Regions from separate parts of the Callithrix jacchus genome. Here region 1 is linked to region 2. Evidence: chromatin contacts called from public Hi-C data. All regions are on one chromosome and are shown on one strand. The core of a region is the stretch at or near the end of the contact, and the rest is flanking DNA. Distances in the headings are between cores, read along the strand shown. Region 1 overlaps MAMSTR (MEF2 activating motif and SAP domain containing transcriptional regulator). Region 2 holds the start of CA11 (carbonic anhydrase 11).

Region 1 (3,877 bases), core at 521-3,020, 54 kb before region 2:
GGATCCGGGGGTCCAGGTCCCTGGCCACCCCACCCCTAGGAGCTCTGCTTCCCGATTCTCCACCCCAGTGAGACGCATGAGTTTGGATCCCGCTTCTTTAGAGAAGACAGGCATCCCAGTTTCCACATTTGTTATACATGAGAAGCTGGGATGGAGTCTCACTCTGTCACCAGGCTGGAGTACAGTGGCTTGATCTCAGCTCACTGCAACCTCCCCTTCTCAGGTTCAAGCGATTATCCTGCCTCGGCCTCCTCCTGAGGAGCTGGGATTACAGGCGCCTGCCACCACACCTAGCTAATAGTCATATTTTTAGTAGAGACGGGTTTTCACCATGTTGGCCAGGCTGGTCTCGAACTCCTGACCACAAGTGATCCACCCGCCTCACACTCCCAAAGTGCTGGGATTACAGGCATGAGCCACTGTGCCCAGCATGGATGTAGCTTTCAGCTTTTCCCTCTCTCCAATAACCAGGCATGCAGGCCCCACCCCTGTCCTAGCAAAACCTCAGACATCTGGGATCCTCAGCTACCACACCCCTTTGTGATAGAAAATTCCTGCTTTACTTCAGAATGTAACAACCGGGGGCCCCTACACCTCCACCCTCAGATCTAGCAGTCTTGGTGCCCAACTCCCAGCACTCAGGTCTTGCTCCCTGGCCTGCCCTCCTGCACCGTGGGGCCCCGCTTTCCACACAGCCCTGCTCCTCCCGGCCTGGCTGGCTGCCTGCAGGCCTCTCAGGGTCCTTCACCCATCTCTCTAGTCTCGGATCCTGACCCGTGGATCTCAGCCTCCAGCCCGGCTCTAGCCCCGGCCTTGCCCTCTGGCACGGCCCCTTTCCTCTTCAGCCCTGGGGTCCTGCTCCCTGAGCCCGAATCCTGTCCTCCTTGGGGGTCCCAGAAGAAGGTGAGTCTGGACTGGAGGGAGAGGTCCCTCTGTTCCCCTTGCTACTGCTGCCATTTTTGCTCTTCTTTGGGGGCGCGGAGCTGACTGCATACTTGGCATGTAGCCCCAGGGATGGGGGCGGGGAAGGGGCAGCAAGGCCGGAGCCGCACTGAGGCCCAGCACGTGACACCTGCTCTTTCAGGAGTCTCCCAAGACCTCCCAACGGTGGAGGGAGTCCAAGCCGAGGGGGAACTTGACATACCACCAGTACATGCCCCCAGAGCCAAGACAGGGAGCCAGGGCTGGCCCCCAAGCTGAGGGGTCCGCCCTGGGTCCTCCTGGGCCACCTCTGTGGGAAGGGACAGACTCACAGCAGCCACATCCTAGGTATGACACCCATTTCCCTTCTGGGACCCAGAAATCCAGGTCCCAGCATCTCCTGCCTCAAACCTAGAGTCCAAGACCAGTGTAGTCGGGCCCCAAACCCCCCACCTCCCCCAGGGTTTAAGAGTCCAGGATCCCAGCCCCTGGCCCTTCAGACCCGAGTATGAGCCCCCAGTTCCTTTTCCCCTGGTTACAGAAATCTAGCCCCATGTTTGTGCCCTCGGAGACCCAGAATTCTGGGCCCCCACTTTTCTGCATCTTCCCCAGCCCCCTAACCTTTCGGTTTGAGGACCCCAGAACGCCTCCCCCACCCCCGTCCCTCTAACCTTTGCTCATCCCTCACAATTATCGCCAGGATGAAGCCCACTCCCCTCACTCCCCGCCCACCAGGAGTCCCCAGACCCTCGCCCCCTCCACACAAGTTGGAACTCCAGACCCTTAAACTGGAGGAGCTGACGGTGAGTTTGGGATGCAACTTTCCAGGCTGCTTCTCTCCCTCGGTGGGGTCTCAGAAATCCAACCCCGCAGCCTCTGCCCCCTGCAAATCCAGGAGGTCGGGTACCTAGTCCCATCCTGTTTTAGGGTCCCAGGAATCCAGACCCCCAGTGCCTTTCTGTTTCCAAACATCCCGTCCTGGCTCCCGCCTGCGCCCGGAGTTCGCCCAGCACCGCCTCTCCCCACCCCTCCTCCCCAGGTCTCAGAGCTCCGGCAGCAGCTGCGCCTGCGGGGCCTCCCAGTGTCGGGGACCAAGTCTATGCTCCTGGAACGCATGCGCGGCAGCGCCACGCCCCGCGAGCGGCCAAAGCCGCGGCGCGAGGACAGTCCCGCGGGTGCTCCCTGGCCGCGCCTCAGACCCAAGGCCCTGGCAGCCGCCCGGCGGCCGAGCTTGGTGAGGGCGGGGATATGCGTGTGTGGACCAATAAAGGGAAAGCAAAGTGGGATGGGTCGGGGAGTCTAAAAAACTAGCCAATGAAGTGTGGGGGCGCGGCCTAGCGGTGGGAAGCCTTGAAGGCGAGGGGGCGTGGTTCAGAGCAACAGAAGGCGGATCTTTAGGGAAGAGATAATGAAAGAATAGGGGGCGAGGCCAAAGGAAGAACGGAGGAGCGAGGGGCCGCGACAGGATCAAGAGGCGGAGCCACACGTTGCGAGTGGGTGGGGTTGCGCCCGGTGGGCGTGGCTTACGGGAGATCGTCCTCTTGACGGTTCTAGGTCAAGCCCAGCGCAGCATCTCACCTGCCAACTCTTCCACGTGCCGCGGATACCCCGGGGATGGCTCCAGCTCCAACTACCGCTCTGGCTGCAGCTCCAGCCCTGACCCCTTCCTCCGCGCCGGGCTCCGTGGCTCTGACTCTGGAGGAGGAGCTGCAGGAAGCAATCCGGAGGGCGCAGGTAAGAGGGTGCAGGTCGAATCCGCGCTGGGGGTCTCCAGTCAAGCCCAGGTCAGAGTCCCGAGTTCATGCCGAATTTTCCCATCCGCAGTTGCTTCCGAACCGGGGCATCGATGATATCCTGGAGGATCAGGTGGAGCCTGTTGGTATGATCTGAACTCCTAGATTTGGGGGAGATGGGCCTTGAAGTTCTGGTCTCCTGCGTCCGCGGGAGGCGTGGGCCGGGGAGTTGAACTCCTAGAAATGGTGTATGGGGGGCTGGCGCCCGGATCCCTGACTTTCCAAGCTCACGTATCATTCTTTATACCGTAGACCCCCTGCCTCCCATCCCCCTGGACTTCCCTGGCTCCTTCGACGTGCTGTCTCCCTCCCCGGACTCAGAAGGCCTCTCATCTGTTTTCTCCTCTTCACTCCCGTCCCCTACGAACTCCTCCTCCCCTTCTCCCAGGGACCCCACGGACTCCCTGGACTGGCTGGAGGCCCTGAGTGGGGGTCCTCCACTGGGTTCTGGTCCCCCAGTCCCCAGCATCTTCTCTGCTGACTTATCTGACTCCGGCAGTAGCCGGCTGTGGGACCTGCTGGAGGACCCGTGGTGATGGATTCAGGGGTTTCCAGAAACAGAACTGGTGGGGGTGGAGAAAAGCTCCCTGGGGGAGGAGAGGGAAGGACCAGTAGAGCCCCTCCTATTGCAGACACAGGATTGGAGACAACCTCCCACCCCACCTGCCTCCTGAAGTGCTGCTGACTGCCTGAACTTTGCCTACTTGGCCTCCTTAAGATCCCCCTCCAGGGTTGTACGGTTGGGGGGCTCCTTTTGCTGCTGGCCACGGCAAACAAGCTGCTTGCTGCTTCTTTCAAAGACCTCATGGATGTTTTTACATGTCCCTACCCACAGTGGATGGCTGCCTATTGTCTGGGGGGCCTGGAGAGTGGTTATGCCTTTTGGATACAGGAGAGGAGCAAGAAAGAGTGGAGGGGGAGAATGGGGAGCAAGAACTTGACCCCCCAGGGTTCTGGTTGGAGATGAAAATATTAGCAACATCTGGTCTAAGATCAGCTTCTCTTGGAAGCAGAGCCTGAGGCGAGATATAAATGCCAGTGATTTATTAAAGAAGTGTTCACCTGGATTCGGCTGGGTGCACTCTGGGAGGCCGAGGCGGGTGGATCATGAGGTCAAGAGATCGAGACCATCGTTGTCAACATGGTGAAACCCCGTTTCTACT
Region 2 (4,036 bases), core at 1,405-3,904:
TCCACCCCTGACTCTCTGGCTGTCTCTTTGCATCTCTAAGTCTTTGAACATCCATCCCAAATCACTACCTCTGTTTTTCTGATTCCTTCTAGTTCCCCCCATTATGTCAGTTAGTCTGTTTCTGGGTCTTTCTCCCTCTCTCTGGGTTTATCTCTGTCCATCTGTTCCTCTCTGTAGATGTCTCTTTCTCTGCACCACTGTCTCTTTATAGATATATAGATGTGTGTGTGTGTGTCCCCATATCTGTCTGTCTGTTTCTTTCTGGTGTTTTTTTTTTTTTTGAGACAGAGTCTTGCTGTGTTGCCCAGGCTGGAGTGCTGTGGTGCAATCTCTGCTCACTGCAACCTCTGCCTCCTGGGTTCAAGCACTTCTCCTGCCTCAGCCTCCTGAGTAGCTAGGATTACAGTCACACACCCCCATGCCTGGCTATTTTTTTTTTCTTTTTTTTTGAGACAGAGTCTTGCTCTGTCACCCAGGCTGGAGTGCAGTGTCAGGATCTCAGCTCACTGCAACCTCTGCCTCCCGAGTTCAAGCGATTCTCTGCCTCAGCCTCCTGAGTAGCTGGGATTACAGGCGCGCACCACCACACCCAGCTAATTTTTGTATTTTTAGTAGAGACAGGGGTTCACCATCTTGAACAGGCTGATCTCAAACTCCTGACCTTGTGATCCACCTGTCTCAGCCTCCTAAAGTGCTGGGATTACAGCGATGAGCCATCGTGCCCGCCTTTTTTATCTCTTCTTTTTTCTTGTTGTTGTTTTTTTTAGACAGAGTCTCACTCTGTTGCCCAGGCTAGAGTGCAGTGTCGGGATCTCAGCTCACTGCAACCTCCACCTACCGGGTTCAAGCGATTCTCCTGTCTCAGCCTCCTGAGTAGCTGGGATTACAGCTGTGCACCACCACGCCTGGCTAATTTTTTATGTATTTAGTAGAGATGGGATTTGGCCATGTTGGCCAGGCTGGTCTCATACTCCTAGCCTCAAGTGATCCACTCACCTTGGCCTCCCAGAGTGCTGGGATTATAGGCGTGAGCCACCATGCCCGGTCTGTGTGTTTCTATGTCTCTCACTCTCTCTGTATCTCTCTCCACCTGCAGTAATGTATGTGTGTCTCTTTCTATGTCTCTCTGTTTCGTAATGCTTGGTGTCAGGCAGGCTGGACACGGTGGCTCACATCTGTATTCCCAGCACTTTGGGAGGTGAAGGCAAGAGGATCCCTTGAGCCCAGGAGTTCCAGACCAGCCTGGGCAATGTAGCAAGACCATGTCTCTGCAAAAAATAATTAAAAAAAAAAATTAACCCGGCAGGGTGGCACATGCCTGTAGGTAGTCCCAGCTATTTGGGAGGCTGAGGTGGAAAGAATGTTTAAGCCCAGGAGGTGGAGGCTGGATCAAGCCGTGATCACATCACTGTTCTCCAGCCTGGGCGACATTGCAAGACCTGCCTTCAAAAAGAAAAGAAAAGAAAAAGGCAACGAGCAGTTTCACTATCATTAGACAGGGTGAAAAATAATAAATAATAACAACAATATGTGGTATCTCTGAGTCTGGGTATGGTTGCTCATGCCTGCAATCCTAGTGCTTTGGGAGGCTGAGGTGGGAGGATCCTTGAGGACAGGAGTTTGAGACCAGCCTAGGCAACATAGCCTGACCCCATCTCTAATCCCCAGTACAAAAATCTGGTGTTTCTCTGTCTTTGGATCTCTCTTTCTCTCCCTTTTTGTCTCTCTCCACCCCACAAGCTGCCTGATCTCTGAGTTTCTGAGTCTTTCTAAGTGTGTGTCTCTATGTCTCCATGTCTGTCTCGCTGCTTCTCTGTATCTTTTTCTGCCTCTTTCAGTATTTCATTCATTCTCCTCCCTCCTCCCTCCTCCCCCCTCCCTCCTCCCTCCTCCTCCTCCTCCTCCTCCTCCTCCTTCTTTTTCCTCCTCCCTCCTCTTCCCTCTTCCTCCCCTCCTCCTCCTCCTCCCTCCTGCCTGGAGGTTTGTTCTCGCCTCTCTAACCCGCCGTCCCTCCGCCAGTTCTCTCCGTATCCATCTCAGGCTTCCCTCTCCTCCCCAGCCTCTGCAGAAGCGGGTCCTCACCTCCAGCTCTCCGCCTCTGCCCTCCCGGCGCCCCCTCCCCGCCTCTCTCCCACTCCAGGTCTCTGCCTCCCCCTCCCGGCGAGCAGCCCTCACTGCACTCCACGCTCCCAGGGGATCCCCCGGACCCGTTAAGGCAGCCCCTGGCGGAGGACCCACTGGAGCTCTGAGGCGAGGAAGAGGGGCTGCAGGCGCTGGGGTTGCTCCAACCTGGGTTCCTGCGAGCCGGGGGACCCCGCATCCTCCAAGGCTGACGGCTCCCAGCCTGGAGACTTCCGAAGCCTCTCCCAGCTCCACCTTAAGCGCCTCCCCCTTCCCCTTCCAGCGGAGGATGGGGAACAGCCTGCTCGGGGCCCCAGGTGTCCGGGCCACCCCCGCCCGCGTGGCCCCAGCACGGCTGGGAGCCGGGGACCAGCCCCCTACCTCCACTCGTATCCTCTCCCTTCGCACCCCCCACCCCCAGCCTACCCGCGGAGTGTTTGCTGCTATGAGATCACCTGCTCCCCCACCCAACAACAAAATTAAATAACACCAGGGGAGAGGAGAGAAGGAGGGGGAGGAGGGAGGAAGGGACGAGAGAGAAGAGAGACTGAAACTGGGAGAAGAGGCTGGAGAGGAGGAGGTGGGGAGAGCACGAAGCTGGAGGCCGACACCGAGGGAGGGCGGGAGGAGGTGAAGAAGGAGAGAGGGGAGAAGAGGCAGGAGCAGGAAAGGATAGAGGGTGGAGGAGGAGGAGATGCTGGATGGAGACCTGGAGTTAGGTGGCTTGGGAGAGCTTAATGAAAAGAGAACGGAGAGGGGGGTGTGGGTTAGGAACCCAGAGGTAGCCCTGGGGGGAGCAGAAGGCTGAGAGGAGTAGGAAGATCGGGAGCTAGAGGGAGACTGGAGGGTTCCGGGAAAAGAGGAGAGGAAGGAGGAAAGGCACAGAGAGAAGCGGGAGAACAGGCTTGAAGCAGGCTCTCAGTCCCTGGCTGCTTTGGCATTTGGGGAACTGGGACTCCCTGTGGGGTGGAGAGGAAAGCTGGAAGTCCTGGAGAGTCCTAGAAGGAGGGGACATAGGAGCTGAGAGAGGGGGGCTGGGCGTCGGGCAGGGGTCCCTCGGAGGCCTTCTGGGGATGGGGGCTGCAGCTCGTCTGAGCGCCCCTCGAGCGCTGGTACTCTGGGCTGCACTGGGGGCAGCAGGTAAGACCTGGGGTTCCCGGCAGAAGCCCCCGAGGGAGGGTGGAGGTGGGGGTGCCAAGGAGAGGGATTCAGGCTGCTCTCTTCTCAGCTCACATCGGACCAGCACCTGACCCCGAGGACTGGTGGAGCTACAAGGATAATCTCCACGGAAACTTCGTGCCAGGTGCAGCCAAGGCGGGGACCCAGGAGTCCGGCCCTCTCGGGGCCTCCTTCAGACTCAGGAATCTGGGTTCCCAGCTCCCCGCTTCCTGCAGGACCAGGAGTCCCAGCCCCCTCCTCTGTCCCTCAGGAGTCAGGCCAGCTTCTGAACCCCAGGGGCTCACCATGGGACATTATACATGCGCATTTCAAGTAGTGAGTGGGAGTGAGTGGAAGGAAAGTGTGGGGGTGGAGATTCTGTGTGTGTTTGCAGGGAGAAGAAGGACCCGGCTCCCGCTAGGAACCAGAGGCTGGGTGGCCCTGTCCCCCACCTTGTCCAGCCCTCTCTTGTAGCTCCTCTCTCCAACACATTAATAAATATCCAGTTGTGGGACAAGAGATAGAGGAACTACAACTCCCATGGGGCTCTGGGGCAGGTAGACAGCAGAAGGGTAGGCTGATAGCCCTGGGGCCTGCTGGGAGTTGTAGTTCCTTCTACAATGGCTTACGATGGGTTGGATTGGCAGGGCGTGGTGGCTCTCGCCTGTAATCGCAGCACTTTAGGAGGCCGAGGTGCGTGGATCACCTGAGGTCAGGAGTTTGAGACCAGCCTGGCCAACATGGCGAAACCTCGTCT

Evidence for each region. Hi-C and Micro-C count contacts between places; a contact is called where the count stands out from the background.
Region 1: a Hi-C map of skeletal muscle shows a contact between it and region 2, with 3 times the contacts expected there. The contact joins the enhancer-like site here to the promoter of CA11 in region 2. A contact is called at or near these places in 3 of 3 Hi-C or Micro-C datasets (induced pluripotent stem cells and skeletal muscle).

Annotation. Positions count from the first base shown.
Region 1 is chr22:42,566,719-42,570,595 of calJac240_pri, reverse strand. It overlaps MAMSTR (MEF2 activating motif and SAP domain containing transcriptional regulator), which reads left to right. Exons shown (of 9, transcript XM_054249637.2): 4 at 761-903; 5 at 1,085-1,269; 6 at 1,622-1,724; 7 at 1,961-2,155; 8 at 2,476-2,655. It also overlaps a transcript of FUT2 not described here. Among named protein-coding and RNA genes, the nearest start is that of MAMSTR, 5.7 kb to the left of the region's middle. Within about 2 kb of position 1,770, at least 16 of the 16 cell types and tissues checked have an H3K27ac peak or open chromatin away from gene starts, as enhancers often do. A contact at or near this core is called in skeletal muscle, where this site is marked.
Region 2 is chr22:42,513,386-42,517,421 of calJac240_pri, reverse strand. CA11 (carbonic anhydrase 11) reads left to right here and starts at 2,654. Exons shown (of 9, transcript XM_002762329.6): 1 at 2,654-3,261; 2 at 3,350-3,424. The coding sequence starts at 3,195. It overlaps FUT2 (fucosyltransferase 2 (H blood group)), which reads right to left. Exons shown (of 5, transcript XM_078359352.1): 1 at 2,290-4,036.